Linked DNA regions of Mus musculus: region 2 is linked to region 1. Evidence: chromatin contacts called from public promoter capture Hi-C data. All regions are on one chromosome and are shown on one strand. The core of a region is the stretch at or near the end of the contact, and the rest is flanking DNA. Distances in the headings are between cores, read along the strand shown. Region 1 holds the start of Rgcc (regulator of cell cycle). Region 2 overlaps Vwa8 (von Willebrand factor A domain containing 8).

Evidence for each region. Promoter capture Hi-C pulls out the DNA fragments that hold promoters and counts their contacts.
Region 2: a contact with region 1 is called in a promoter capture Hi-C map of neural stem cells. The contact joins the enhancer-like site here to the promoter of Rgcc in region 1. A contact is called at or near these places in 4 of 39 promoter capture datasets (the 3T3-L1 cell line, the C10 cell line, maxillary cranial neural crest and 1 more), 2 of 484 Hi-C or Micro-C datasets (female germline stem cells and myocytes), 12 of 115 datasets of contacts at active chromatin or transcription factors (bone marrow-derived macrophages, craniofacial prominence, embryonic forebrain and 8 more) and 2 of 9 other capture datasets (adipose tissue and liver).

What each region holds. Positions count from the first base shown.
Region 1 is chr14:79,298,766-79,305,022 of GRCm38.p6, forward strand. It overlaps Rgcc (regulator of cell cycle), which reads right to left and starts at 2,870. Exons shown (of 5, transcript NM_025427.2): 1 at 2,684-2,870; 2 at 1,950-2,135. The coding sequence starts at 2,732.
Region 2 is chr14:79,096,938-79,103,194 of GRCm38.p6, forward strand. It overlaps Vwa8 (von Willebrand factor A domain containing 8), which reads left to right. Exons shown (of 45, transcript NM_027906.1): 35 at 1,297-1,492; 36 at 5,299-5,380. Among named protein-coding and RNA genes, the nearest start is that of Gm30970, 35 kb to the right of the region's middle. Within about 2 kb of position 3,839, at least 1 of the 459 cell types and tissues checked has an H3K27ac peak or open chromatin away from gene starts, as enhancers often do.

The sequences.
Region 1 (6,257 bases), core at 1,620-4,119:
GACGATTTCTTAACCGCTGAGCCATCTCTCCAGCCCTCCAAGACGATTTCTAAGCATGCAGGGAACAAAACCACATTGACGGCAAAGACCAAGGTCATCTGTGCTTTCTTAGATCCTCCCTGTTACTCTCCAACCACCACAGAAAGAAAGCTTAAGTTGACAACAAAAGCAGAAAGCAAAATGCACAGAGATATGCCTAAGAAAACTGCAAATTCTGTCAATCTTCTCTCCAACTGTTAAGAAACTGTGGTGAATTCTCTTTTTGAGACTCCTAAAAACATACCGTGGATCTGAAACCCCTCCTGGCAGAACTGGTGGGTGCTGTTCGACATCACTGCACAAATTCAGACTCTAATCTAGACTGAGGCTGGGGCTTAGCAAGGAGCTGAACTTGATTACAGAGCATCGGGGACAGACCTAGCCTTCTCTTCTGTGGAGAAGAGAATTTATACACAATGAAAAATTTGTTCCTTGACCCAGTGGAAAGAAATATATTCAAGTTACACCACAGCTGTGGAGAAAAATTTCCAGCGTCAGGCTTCACTTGACTGCTGAGAACAAGTGACCAGGTCATTGGCATCAAGACGCAAAAGTTCTAAATGGAAATGAACAGCTCACCAGCCCTCTTCCCTCCCCCTTCGCCCCCTAAGTCACGTGGTGATCTGTGTAGGTGGCTAAGGAAAATCAAACCAGAGCTTGGGTTTCAGATTCAAATCCTGACCTGGATGTCAAACATCATCCCTTCTCAGGAGGACAGCTCAGGCTCAGAATCTTCACCTAGTAACAAAGGAAAATGTTTCTAGATTTCAAAACAGCAATGTGACTTTTACTCCCAGAGTTGGGGACAGCACAATTGGTGATGTCTGAGCCTGTATCTAGGGACTAAGGGCACAAGAACAAACAGAATTTAAAGTTCACATTGAAAAACAGTGAATAAGCCAAGATTTGAAAACAATTATATAATAATAAATAAAAGGTCACCAAATTCACTGTTCTTGCAGGTCACTTGAGTTACTGAAAACTAACTCTCTCTCTCCCCCTCCCCCTCCCCCTCCCCCTCCCCTCCCCCTTCCCCTCTCCAGAGGCAATGTGGAAAAGGTTACTAGGATGACCTTCTGTGGGTAACCTGGAGGGTGGGCGTGCCTGAAACCCTGTACTTGAACTCAGCAGCCCAGCGGGAGACTGTTTCAAAAGTGCCTGGAGTGGCGAAAGAGCCTGGGAGCTAGGCAGAAAGTGAACGAAGTTATTTCAAGCATTCCAAAAACAGCAGCTTATGAAACCATTTTGGTTTCACAAATGTTTCATTCTTGTGCTCACTCGTGTCCTCATGTTCCCCAACACCCATTCTGGAAAAGGAAAGGGAGGGTGCTGTTGGTCTAGTGTTTGCCTAGCGTGCAAGAAGCCCTAGGTCTGACCCCCAGCATTGCCTATAAACTGATGTGCCTAAATGTGGTGGCATTGCACTGTCACCCCAGCACCCTGAAGCCCGAGGAAAGAGGATCAGAGAGGTTCGAGGTCACCCGCAGCTACATAGATCACCTTGGGAGAGTCTCAAAATAAAATAAAATAAAAAAAAAAAAATGAAGAGCGAAGAGTGGGTAGAAAGGCGGGAAAAGGTTGGAAGGCCTGGCTGGACTCCCAGGAGTTCTGGCTGACTGCACAAACCCTCAGGCCTCATGGTACACACCTGCCGTGACAGGTAGACCCACAGCTCTTTAAGAGCCACCCACCCACCCTCGTACCTCTCTCCCCAAGAACGCCTTAATGACCCCCGCACATCTGGGCTAACGACTCAGAAAGTCAACTCTTCAGGCATCTCAGAGCCGTGCAGATCCCCGGGTCTGACTTTCCCCAGATGTCGTGCCTCAGTTTAAAGATAACCCAGGTGAATCTAGAGCTTTAGGAAGCCTGAGTCTGAGGATTACTGACTTCAACAGGGCTTCACTTACTCTCCGAGTCGCTGAAGCCGCTGCTGTCGCTGACGCTGGCGCTGCTGCGCCGCTTCATGCGCTCTAGGTGCTCCTCATAGTGGAAGTGGCGCTCGTGGAAGGGCGACGCGAAGTCGGCCAGCACCGCGTCGAACTCGCACAGCACGTCGGTCAGGTCTGCAGCGGCCGCGGAGTCCATGGCCGGGGCTAGGGGAGGGAGGGCACAGAGGGCATCTGGAGGGGCGGCCAGCGTTCCCTAGAACTCCACTCTGCCTTTGCCAGTGACAGCCACGCAGTCAGTTACTCCGTAACCTCCCAACCACCCTCTAAAGCGCCTGTCACCAGACACGGAGGAGAAGAAGCCTCCGTGGGTTGAGCTGAAAGTCTGGAAGTCACCTAGCCCACCCCACGCGCTTTCCTACTGTTGCCCACGCTCGCTCCCTGGAGCGCGTGGCGGCGGGAAGTCTGAGTCAGCAGGCACCCGTTACGTGTCAGACTCCGGTTCCTTGTCCCGCGTGGAAAACCAAACTAAACCTGCATCGGACGAGCGATCCGGAGACGGGATGCCAGGGTGATGGAGGACAGAAGGGTGGGCAGTGGAAGAAGACCTTAGCGACCTCTGTTCTCTCGCCCCTACTTGCAGGCTCCAGCTCTCAGGGGCCCCGGAGCTGAGAGTGTAGCTTAGCGTGGACGCAGTCCCTGGCTTCGATCCCGGGGCGCAGAGGTGGAGAAGACACCTCCAAATAGGCACTCACCTGCGGCCGCGACCGCCGCGGGACTGCTCTGCGCTGAGGGCGGCTTCATGGAGAAGTTGCTCAGTGACACGCGTAGCAGAGATGCTGCGAGGTGTTGGCCCTGGTGGCTGCCGCCTGCACTGCAGTCTGCTCCGGTGCCTCTGCCTTGCTCCTTGCCGAGCCTGAGCGCTAGCTACTCGCCTGAGCCGCGCCACCCGCCGGCTACTCCGTCTTATAGCCACCGGCAGGGGCGGGGCGGGGCGGGGCTGCTGAGTAAGTCCCAGACGACCTAGGGGACGCCCCTGTCCCTCCACCCCCTACTCCCGGCACCGCCCTAGCCACGCGCTGGCCTCTGAAGAACCGCAGTGACGGGTGTCGCCGGAGTCCAGGATACCGCCCCAAATATTTACCCGCCGCTTTCTCTACCACCCTGACAACCCGACCCAAGGAAGTGTCTTTGCGGGCATCAGAGTTCTCCAAGAGTTTACCCTGTTTCCCGCCTTCTGGCTGAGCCTCCTTGAGCCTCATCTATGAAATGGAACTGCACATGCAGAAAGCCTCCTTGTTTGCTGCAAAAATAAAGGAGCCAAGGGCCTCAGTAGCCTCTGCAAAGAACCAGTCCTCCATCTGACTTTTCTCAAGGAATTTATAAGGTTGTGCGTGGACAGAGTGGACAGCTGAGGGCAGTGGGTTGAGGTGAATGCAGTCTTCAATTGAGATGATCTTTGAGCGCAGAGTACCACATGGACAGATGCATTCTGGTATAGGGTCCGTATGATTGAGCGTCCATCCTTAGCACAGCCCAGTAGAATTCCTGCCTCAGGTGACCAACAGCCCTTTGCCCCAGGTAGTTATTAAACGTAAAATAAGAGGCCTGCTGGTGGCCTGCGCCTATAGTCCCAGCCCTAAGGAGGATGGTAGAAGGGGGTCTAGGCAAGAGAGTGGAGATTTGAGGACTACTGCATGAAAAGAAAAGAAAAAAAACCCTACATAGTACAATCCTGTCTGTAAAGAGTTTACTGTGCACGCATGAAGATCCAAGTTCAAGCCCCAAAATCCACATTAAAAAATCCAAACTAGATGGACACCACTTATAATCCCAGCCCTGAGAGGCAAAGGCTGGCAAATCCCTGGGACTCCCCAGCCAATCCCAAAGTGAGAACTCCAAGTCAATGAAAAGCTGTATCTTAAAAATGGAGGTGGGCAGTGCCCAGGGAATCGATCACATTTGCGGTTGACCTCTGATCTTGTCCGGCACAACATACGCCTTGTGTGCATATATGCACATGCTACACACACACATACCACACACACACCACACACACACATACACACACACACACACACACACACACACACACACACACACACCACTAAATTAATGTAAAGTAAGGGGCTAGCTGGGGCCTGGGAATATGATTTAGCAATAAAGTGCTTGCCTAGCATGGGTGAGCCCTGAGTCTGAAGGCTCATCCTCAGACCTGCAAAAGAAAATAAATAAATAAATGTAAAACAATCAAAATTGAATAAAGTGAAAGTTTTCAGTCCAGACACCAGACACTTTCTTAACTACACCAGACACTTCCTTAGCTATACTAGACACTTTCAAGTGATCAACGGCCATCATCACAGAATCTTTGGATGGTGTTATGTGAGGACATCTTTCCCCAGTGACTCCAGCCTTCCTAGGTGTCAGAATGTGGCATGCACCAGGTCACTCCTGACAGCCACCCCTGAATAATATAATCATTGCCAGTGGTCGGCAGGTGTGAAAACTGGAATAGAGCAGCTAAGGGGCTTGCCTACCCCTTAGTGGTTTAATAGAAGGCAGGCCTGTCTCTTTTCAGCACCACTTTGAAGTTAGCCACACCCTGCCTCCCTAGGGTGAAGAAGAACTAAGCAGTCAAGGGTGGCACTGAGCCCCAGAGCAGATAAGCCAACAGCAGCAACCAATCTGGGAGGAGCAGCCAAAAAAAAAAAAAAAAAAAAAAAAGATGCCAATTACCTGTTCAGTTAGTGCGTGGAACACAATTCATTTGTCCACAGTTCACCTGGTGTGAAATTGGGTTGCCCCCAGCCCATCCTTACACACATCTCAGTGCAAAGGCCTCACTCAGTGCTGCACATGTGTTGATTTCTTCCCTAGAACCAGGTAAAGGTTTAAACCCTTGTTCTCCAGAGCCTTCTGGCTGGGCTCCATATCCTAGGGCCTTTTATGCCCCCCCCCCCCACCTGACAGTGGTGACAGAGATAGTCAATGACCTCAGTGTTCAGGTGCAACCCGTCCCTCAGGAGGCACGGGGAGCTGTATCCTTCATCTCCTCACTGAGACTTACCTAACTTCCAGGTTTCAAAAGCTCATTCAGTCATTCAGTCTCTGGCTGCAATGGCCTCAAGAAAAAGACTTGATGTCTCCTTTAATTTCCAACAGGAAAGTCAGGACTTCTAGTGCTGTAAAGACCCGATCTTTATTTTAACCGGTCTCTCCCGTAGATATGCTTTGCTATCATATAATAAAATATCACAGGCTAGGTAATTTGTGAATCACGGAGATTTCTTCCCCACTGTTCCGAAGGCCAGGCGGCCCAAGATCAAGACTCCCACCCAGTGCTGTCTGGTGAGGGCTTGCTGATTGCTCACAGGGCGAAAGGAAGGAAAGAGCAAACGGCGCCCCCTTCAAGCCCTTTGGTAACCCTTACTTCCATCTGGGAGAGCTCTATTCTGGTGACAGCCAGTTCACAAAGGCCCCGCTGTTTGACAGGATCAAACTTGCAATGAGATTGTAATGTTCAGGCCACCCCAAGGTCTGACATAGTCAGACCATAGCCACCTCTTCTCTGCACACTGCTGGCCACTCTTTTCATGAAACTTGTCCAGAGCATCACCTAAGGGTCTCATCTTTCTGAATCCTCCAGGTTATCATGGCTAACCTCCTGCCTCTCCTGGACCCTTTCTTTTTTCTTTTCTTTTCTTTTTTTCTTTTTTTTTTAAAGATTTATTTATTTATTTATTTATTTATTTATTTATTATATGTAAGTACACTGTCGCTGTCTTCAGACACCCCAAAAGAGGGTATCAGGTCTCATTACAGGTGGTTGTAAGCCACCATATGGTTACTGGGGATTTGAACTCAGGACAGGATAAGGGCAGTCGATGCTCTTATCCACTGAGCCATCTCACCAGCACCCTCCTGGATCCTTTCTTCCAGGACTTTACTTTCTCTCAGCCATCTCACCTTCCTCCTGGAAATGTATAACTGAAATTCATTCACTTTAATTTTTTTTTTTTTTTTTTTACTTTCAGAACAAATATTCCTCCCCTTAAATGTCTTACCTGCAATTACCCATAGGACTTCTGCGCTTGATATTTCTCCACAAACACTCTATGGAAGATGCTTCTAGTTGAATCTGTAAACAAACAAGTAGACTCATGCATTCCCGAAACAGTATATTTCCAGTCTATCTTGAGTTAAAATTGGTGATATGACTAAATTTTGGGCAGCAGACAGAGCTCTCCTATGTGGCTTCCTGAGTAAGTCTCCCTCACTTGGCTTTCTCCTACAGGATGACAGGCAGCCTTGAAGCTGGATTTTAGC
Region 2 (6,257 bases), core at 2,589-5,088, 200 kb before region 1:
GAAAAGTAGCCCTCTTCTTCCCCTGATATATGATATGATATGTTATGATATATGATATGATATGATATGATATGATATGATATGATATGATATATGATATGTAGGGGATGAAAACGAAAGAGTATTCCAGGACAAGTAGCAATCTGGTAGTCTAAGCTGTCGCCCTGTACGTTGTGATTAAACATTCAATTTAAATAATTCCCTTTGTCACTGCAAGGTGAGCTGATAGAATCAGTTCAAGATAAAAATAGGGTTCCACTTGATGCCCCAATCTCACATGCTTAGAAATTTTAGTTTAATTAACAGATGGAAGGTCCTTAGGGATCGAAGACATTTGAAATCCAGAACCAAATAGATAATATGTGCCTCAGACCTTTGACGGGAGCTTTACTAACTGCCAAGTAACAGCATTCGCTCCCACATTCTGTGACTCACAATGCAGAGTGCTGTCGCAGCACGGTGTCTGACGCAGCCTGGATGGAACGATGGAGCCGCACTGATGAGCTCGCTGCCGCCCTTGCTGCTGAGGTAGAAAAATAATAGAGCTTTTCTGTGGAAATGGGACTGTCTAAAAAGTGATCTCACTGCTTTACTCCGGCTGAAGATATCAGGGTTAAAATATAGTGCTGCCACGAAAAAGGTCGAAGGCGAAAGCTGTGTCTAGGCTACTGCTTATGTTAATCCTTTAGAACCCTTCCTAGGCCACACGGTTATAACCTTATTAAAGCCATTCTCTGGATGATTGGTACCCACCATGGAGGAGACGCCCAGTTTAAAATTTAAATGAAAGTCAGCATTCAAAGCAAGCACGCTTCTGAGGCCCACCCAAAGCAGTAACACACTGCTGCTGCTCTAAGCCCTTTCATCCCAACAGCTCTTTCTTATACAGTAATGCCACAGAGCTTTACACGTGGAGAAACCGGAAGAGATCCTCCCTCCCACAGAGACTGTCAGCTCAGGTGTGATTGGCCCCTAGCTAATCCTTTACCACATTGCCTCCCTGCTTGTATGCGAATTTCTTTGTATTTCTTCATAAGGTTGTACAAAGGGCTATGTCATTCCTCATTAGCTCTTTATGCAGTTATCAAAATCAATAAATTATTATAAACTTACAGAGTTTTCTTACCCTAATCTGCAAGAAATGTCATTATCAGTGATGACCATTCTTAAATTTATGCACTGGCACTAGCTTAAGGGGCAAAGTACTCTAAGCATTGTGGTGATTGCAATAGGTGTGTGATTTTAGCACCCTTTCTCCTTTTCCTTGTCTTCTCTTTTTATTTATTTATTTTTCAGTCACCCAGTGAAGTTTATTCATGGAAGAGGTCTTCGTCTTTGAGACAACCAAGTGTTACCAGCATGACAATGTACACAGGGAAGCGGACAAATGCCACCCCACGGCACAACAACTGCGTGACTCTCACACATACTAATCAGGTGGTGAGGATTCTGCCCCCAGGAGAAGTCCCTCTGAAAGACCTCTACCCAAAAGGTGCAGAACCATTTCAGCTTGCCAAGACGGTTGAAGGCAGCTTGCTTTTGTGGGGAGATGTTTAGTTTATCATTGTCATTTTCTGTTTACACGAATAAACCACCCTGACTGTTAAAGTAGCTAAAAACACCTCTGTGTGTGGGAAGTCGGTGGACACCTCACACGGTCGCTTCTTGTGGGCTCTGCAGTGTTTATCTTTGTTCACACTGTGCCTGTATGTACCATGACTTACTTAAAACTCGGCTTCTGAGAGCTTGCAAGAGGAGAGTTTGTGTGTGGCTTGCTTTAATCCGCCAGCTTCAGTCACCTCATGTTGATGACTGCGTACGAAGTGCAGAATTGATCATTTTTGTGTCCACCCATTGATCTTCAAACCCCACGCCATTATTAGCTTGCTTTTCATTTAACTTGCGTTATGCCTCGGGGTAGGGAGAGAAGGTAAATAACCTGGGGTCACCAGTGGCCGAGGGGTGCAGGTCTGTGCCCAGCCCTCCCACGATCAACTTGAGAACTCTCCTTCCATGTCACACTGGTATTCAGCATAGCCACTATAAGACCTGTCATTTGCAAGGCGATAGTGCTGTTATCCTGGACTTGTATGTGTTGTGTTAGTGTGGCTTGTTAGTGTGGTTGTTAATCCACTCTGAACTCCCCACTGGCTATAGGCGCTTCTCACTACCATCCGCTGAAATGTTCTGAATTTCTGAAAGAAAGACACACATACACAGCTTTCTATTCTAAATACCTTAAGCAGCTTAATGGCTGGGCAGTTCCAAACCTCCCCATGGCTAGCACACTCTCCTCTCCAATATTCCTGAATTATTACTTTCTAAAATCTATATTCCATCTCTGCTACTCCAGACCCAATCAGAGGAGTGGCCCTGCCTCTGTCTCCCTGTCCAGCCGTCATCTGCAGACAACGTTATTTCTTAGACAGAGCCAACTGGGGCAGGGACCCTCAGCGCAGACATAAGGGTTCCATGTGATTTGGGGAGCTGAATTAACTCAAATAGCACTAGAACCAGTCCACACCATAATGCTAAATGTGTTACAACCATTACTGAGTTGAAAGACTCAGTGTTTAAATAAGTATACTAAGAATTAGTTCTTTCCACACTGAAACTCATGGAAAATAATCAATATTGCCTTAAAATACTTTGCATGATAAAAGCAGCTGAATGGTGTGGCAGCTGCAGTACATCGCAGCATTACTATAGTAGATATATACTACACATACATATAACATACATATATAGTATACTGCATGTATATATAATGTAGTATGTGTATATATATGTGTGTATATGTACACACACACAATCAAGGTGCTCTATAAACACAGGAGCAGCTTATGGCCCAGTTGATGATAATTAAATGATTCCTGAAAGATGTGTGGGAGTTAATGAAATGAAGGAATTATGACAGGAAAGGGGGCCAAGTGACAAGTGTGGGGACTTGGTAGACACTTCCCACCACAGCACAGTGCCCTTCTATCCACCCAGACACGGGACTCCCCTTGGTCCCCTCCTCGTCACTCATGTCCACCCTCCTTCATCCATCCTGTCCCTGTGACACAGCTCAGGAGTGCTTGTTCCATTAGATCCTCTTGCCAGCATCCCATCGGACACACTCAAGTGCTGGCATGGCCATCAGAATTCCTTCTTCCATCTTTGCTTTTTTTTTTTTTTTTGTGATAGTTTGAACATTCACGTTTCTTCTGATTAAACACAGTACATTTCACTGTTTTTACTATATTGTTTTTTTACAGTTGATGATTACACACATACATAAAGACTGTTACTGGAAAACATCATTCAATGAAACATTCTACACATGTCACTTTAAACCCGTGAATGCAGAGGGAAGGACCTCAATCCTAGTGGCCAGCAGAAATGCATCATTACATTTCCAAAAGAAGTGAATTTTGTAAAGTAACTTCCTTTGCCTCTGCAGACTCTCTCGGTTGTTTTACCTGACAGTTTTTATTCCTGCCCTAACCTTGGCCCTGTACATATAAACACTCCACTGTTCATGGGAACTCAGTGATAAACACTACAGCAATGACTTCCCTTTAATGGTGAGTGGACTAATCCCTAAATACAGTTTGTACCTATCTTTGAAATCCACCTGGGCTGTAACCATGGTGGAAATACACTAAGCCTCCATCTTCCTAAGTATGGGCACATTTAAAATGGCAGGATAAAGCTAAGCTTGGAGAAAAACCTGGCAGCAGATACACTTCCTTAATTCATCCACAAATTCCACTCAAGGATACCCATAAGGCCCTTTCTGTAAATACTTTAGTCTCCTGGTTTATTTTTAGAGCAGTAAGCTTTACTCTTGACTCTTTTTAAGCACTTAGCACCATTGCCACAACACTGCCAGGCACCTGTGTGACCACGGAGCCCTTTGCTGCTGCATGAAGTATCTAAGATCAGTGTCAATTCTTGCTTTCTCCTGATTGGACAGAAGACATAGCCATCTCTGCATTTTCCTCCTCCTCTGTCTGTGGAATTAATTGTGAACAAAAAGAAAGAATGATGTAGTAAAAGATTTTAAAACAAGTAGACTTGTTCTTGCAGTGGTCAGAAAGTAACTCAGCCTCCTGCTGTGTGCTTTTGAAAATGTCCTTAAGTGACAGAGCAACCTTGTTTAGGTAAGTTAGATAGGCAGTGCTAGCTTCAATAGCTTGTCCTTTTTAGAAAAAAAAAAAACCAAGACAGACAACAACAACAAAACAACAACAACAACAAAAAAAAAAAAACCAAAAAGGTCAATAAATATATATTTGTAGACTAAATATAAATTCACCTCATTTCAGCTGGATTTTAGAATCAGAAATTGTCAAAACATTATAAATGGTATACAGCCTTATCAAATATCAGCTATATTCCATAGAAGCACAAGGCAGACAGTGTGACTTATAACAAGCATGTGCTGCTTGCAGATGGTCACCTAGGGACAACTACTTCAGTTGGGTGGGAAAATTACATCTTAACCCTTTTCCTCAGTCCCCTGTTCCTGGTGCCCCTGCCTCCAGCACTGCTCCCTCCCCCTCCACACACACACACACACACACACACACACACACACACACACACACACCTCTGAATCTCTCATACCTGGCTCCAAATCGACAATCCCCACTCTGGAATCTTTTCCAAGTCCCCAGAGGTCCACAATGGCTCAGAATGGAAAAGAAATGGGAAAGGGAGGAACTTTGCTTCCCCCACCCCCCACCCCCACCCCCCACCCCCGTGCTGTGAGCGCCCCACCCCCGCCCAACATGCTGGGTAGCAGGGCTGCTGCAAAGTTAGTAGGGTCCACACATACCTCGGCTGCATACATAAAGGTGCACTGAGGAGTCTAGACATCCCATTTCAGAAAAACCCATCACCTTGAGTTTTTATGATAGTTTGGTTTGTTTGTTTGTTTGCTTGCTTGCTTGTTTTTTAATCCTTCAACTGCAGAACTAGAACTACTGTTGTTGTTTGTTTTTGTTTTCTTTTTTTCTGGTGTTGTTTGTTTGTTTATTTTGTGAGCCACAATCAATGGATACAGCATGAATAACCTGGGCATTTCCTTCTAATGATGGAAGATAGGAACTATAATAAAAATGATGGAAGATAGGAAGATAGATGGTACACATGTAGCTAGACAGACAGACAGACAAAACCTTTAAAAGCATGTATGTGTTGTGTTTGTGTTATGTGTGTGTTGTGTTTGGTTTTCCCAGAGTCCCACCCTTGGGTCCACCTTGGCCTCTGCACCTTTAACACTTGGCTTGTATTGCGACTTATTTGCAGATGTTACTCCCCCCCAGACAGCTGGCTACATAGAGGTTACTGATCTCCAAGCAAAGAAACTCCGTTACATCCCTGTCCCCAGGTAATCTCTCCTCTGTCCTTACTGTCATTGTCCTATGAAAGCAAGAATGCTCTCCCAGTTCACCTGTTCACCACCAGGTTCACCCCCACAGCCCCCATGCTGCCGCTGAACAATCCCCAGAGACTTAGGGCGGAGCTTGTCACCACTCAGTGCTGCTGTCATTGCCCTGCCTTAGCAGCAGGGCCTTTAAAGCAGGGAGATGTGTGATCTAGGCAGAGCCGCTCCTGTCCGACTCAGGAACAAGGCAGATGTGCTCTCTGCCCGCAGCCCTGCAGGCTGTGCCTAGGCTACTACTTTCTGACAGCTTCTTTGCTCCTGACCTTTAGTCAGACATTAAAGCTGTGAAAAATGAAGCCATTAACCAGAGAGGTAAATCTACTTTCTCTAATACATGTGACTTCTTCGAATACCTTACTTAATATGTTGGCTTGGTGGGAGATGGTTTTTAATCATTTAAGGAAAGGTCTTATTCCATCCTGGCTGTATATTTGTTTAAATACACAATTAGTTCAAGAATCAAAGCAAAGCCTGGCATCGTGTCTCACGCCTTTAATCCTAGCACTCAGGAGGCAAAGGCAGGCGGATTTCTGAGTTTGAGGCCAGCCTGGTCTACAAAGTGAGTTCCAGGACAGGCTACACAGAGAAACCCTGTCTCGAAAATGCCCCCCCCCAAAAAAAAGAATCAAAGAAAATAACATCTCATAATATCTTAGGGTTTTTATTGCTGTGATAAACACCATGGCCAAACAACTCTTAGGACTCTCAGACCCATGCTATTACTGAGGGGAGTCAGGGCAGGAACCCGGAAGCAGGAGCTGAAGCAGAATTCATGAAGGAGTGCTGCTTACTGACGTGTATATAACCTGGAACCACCTGC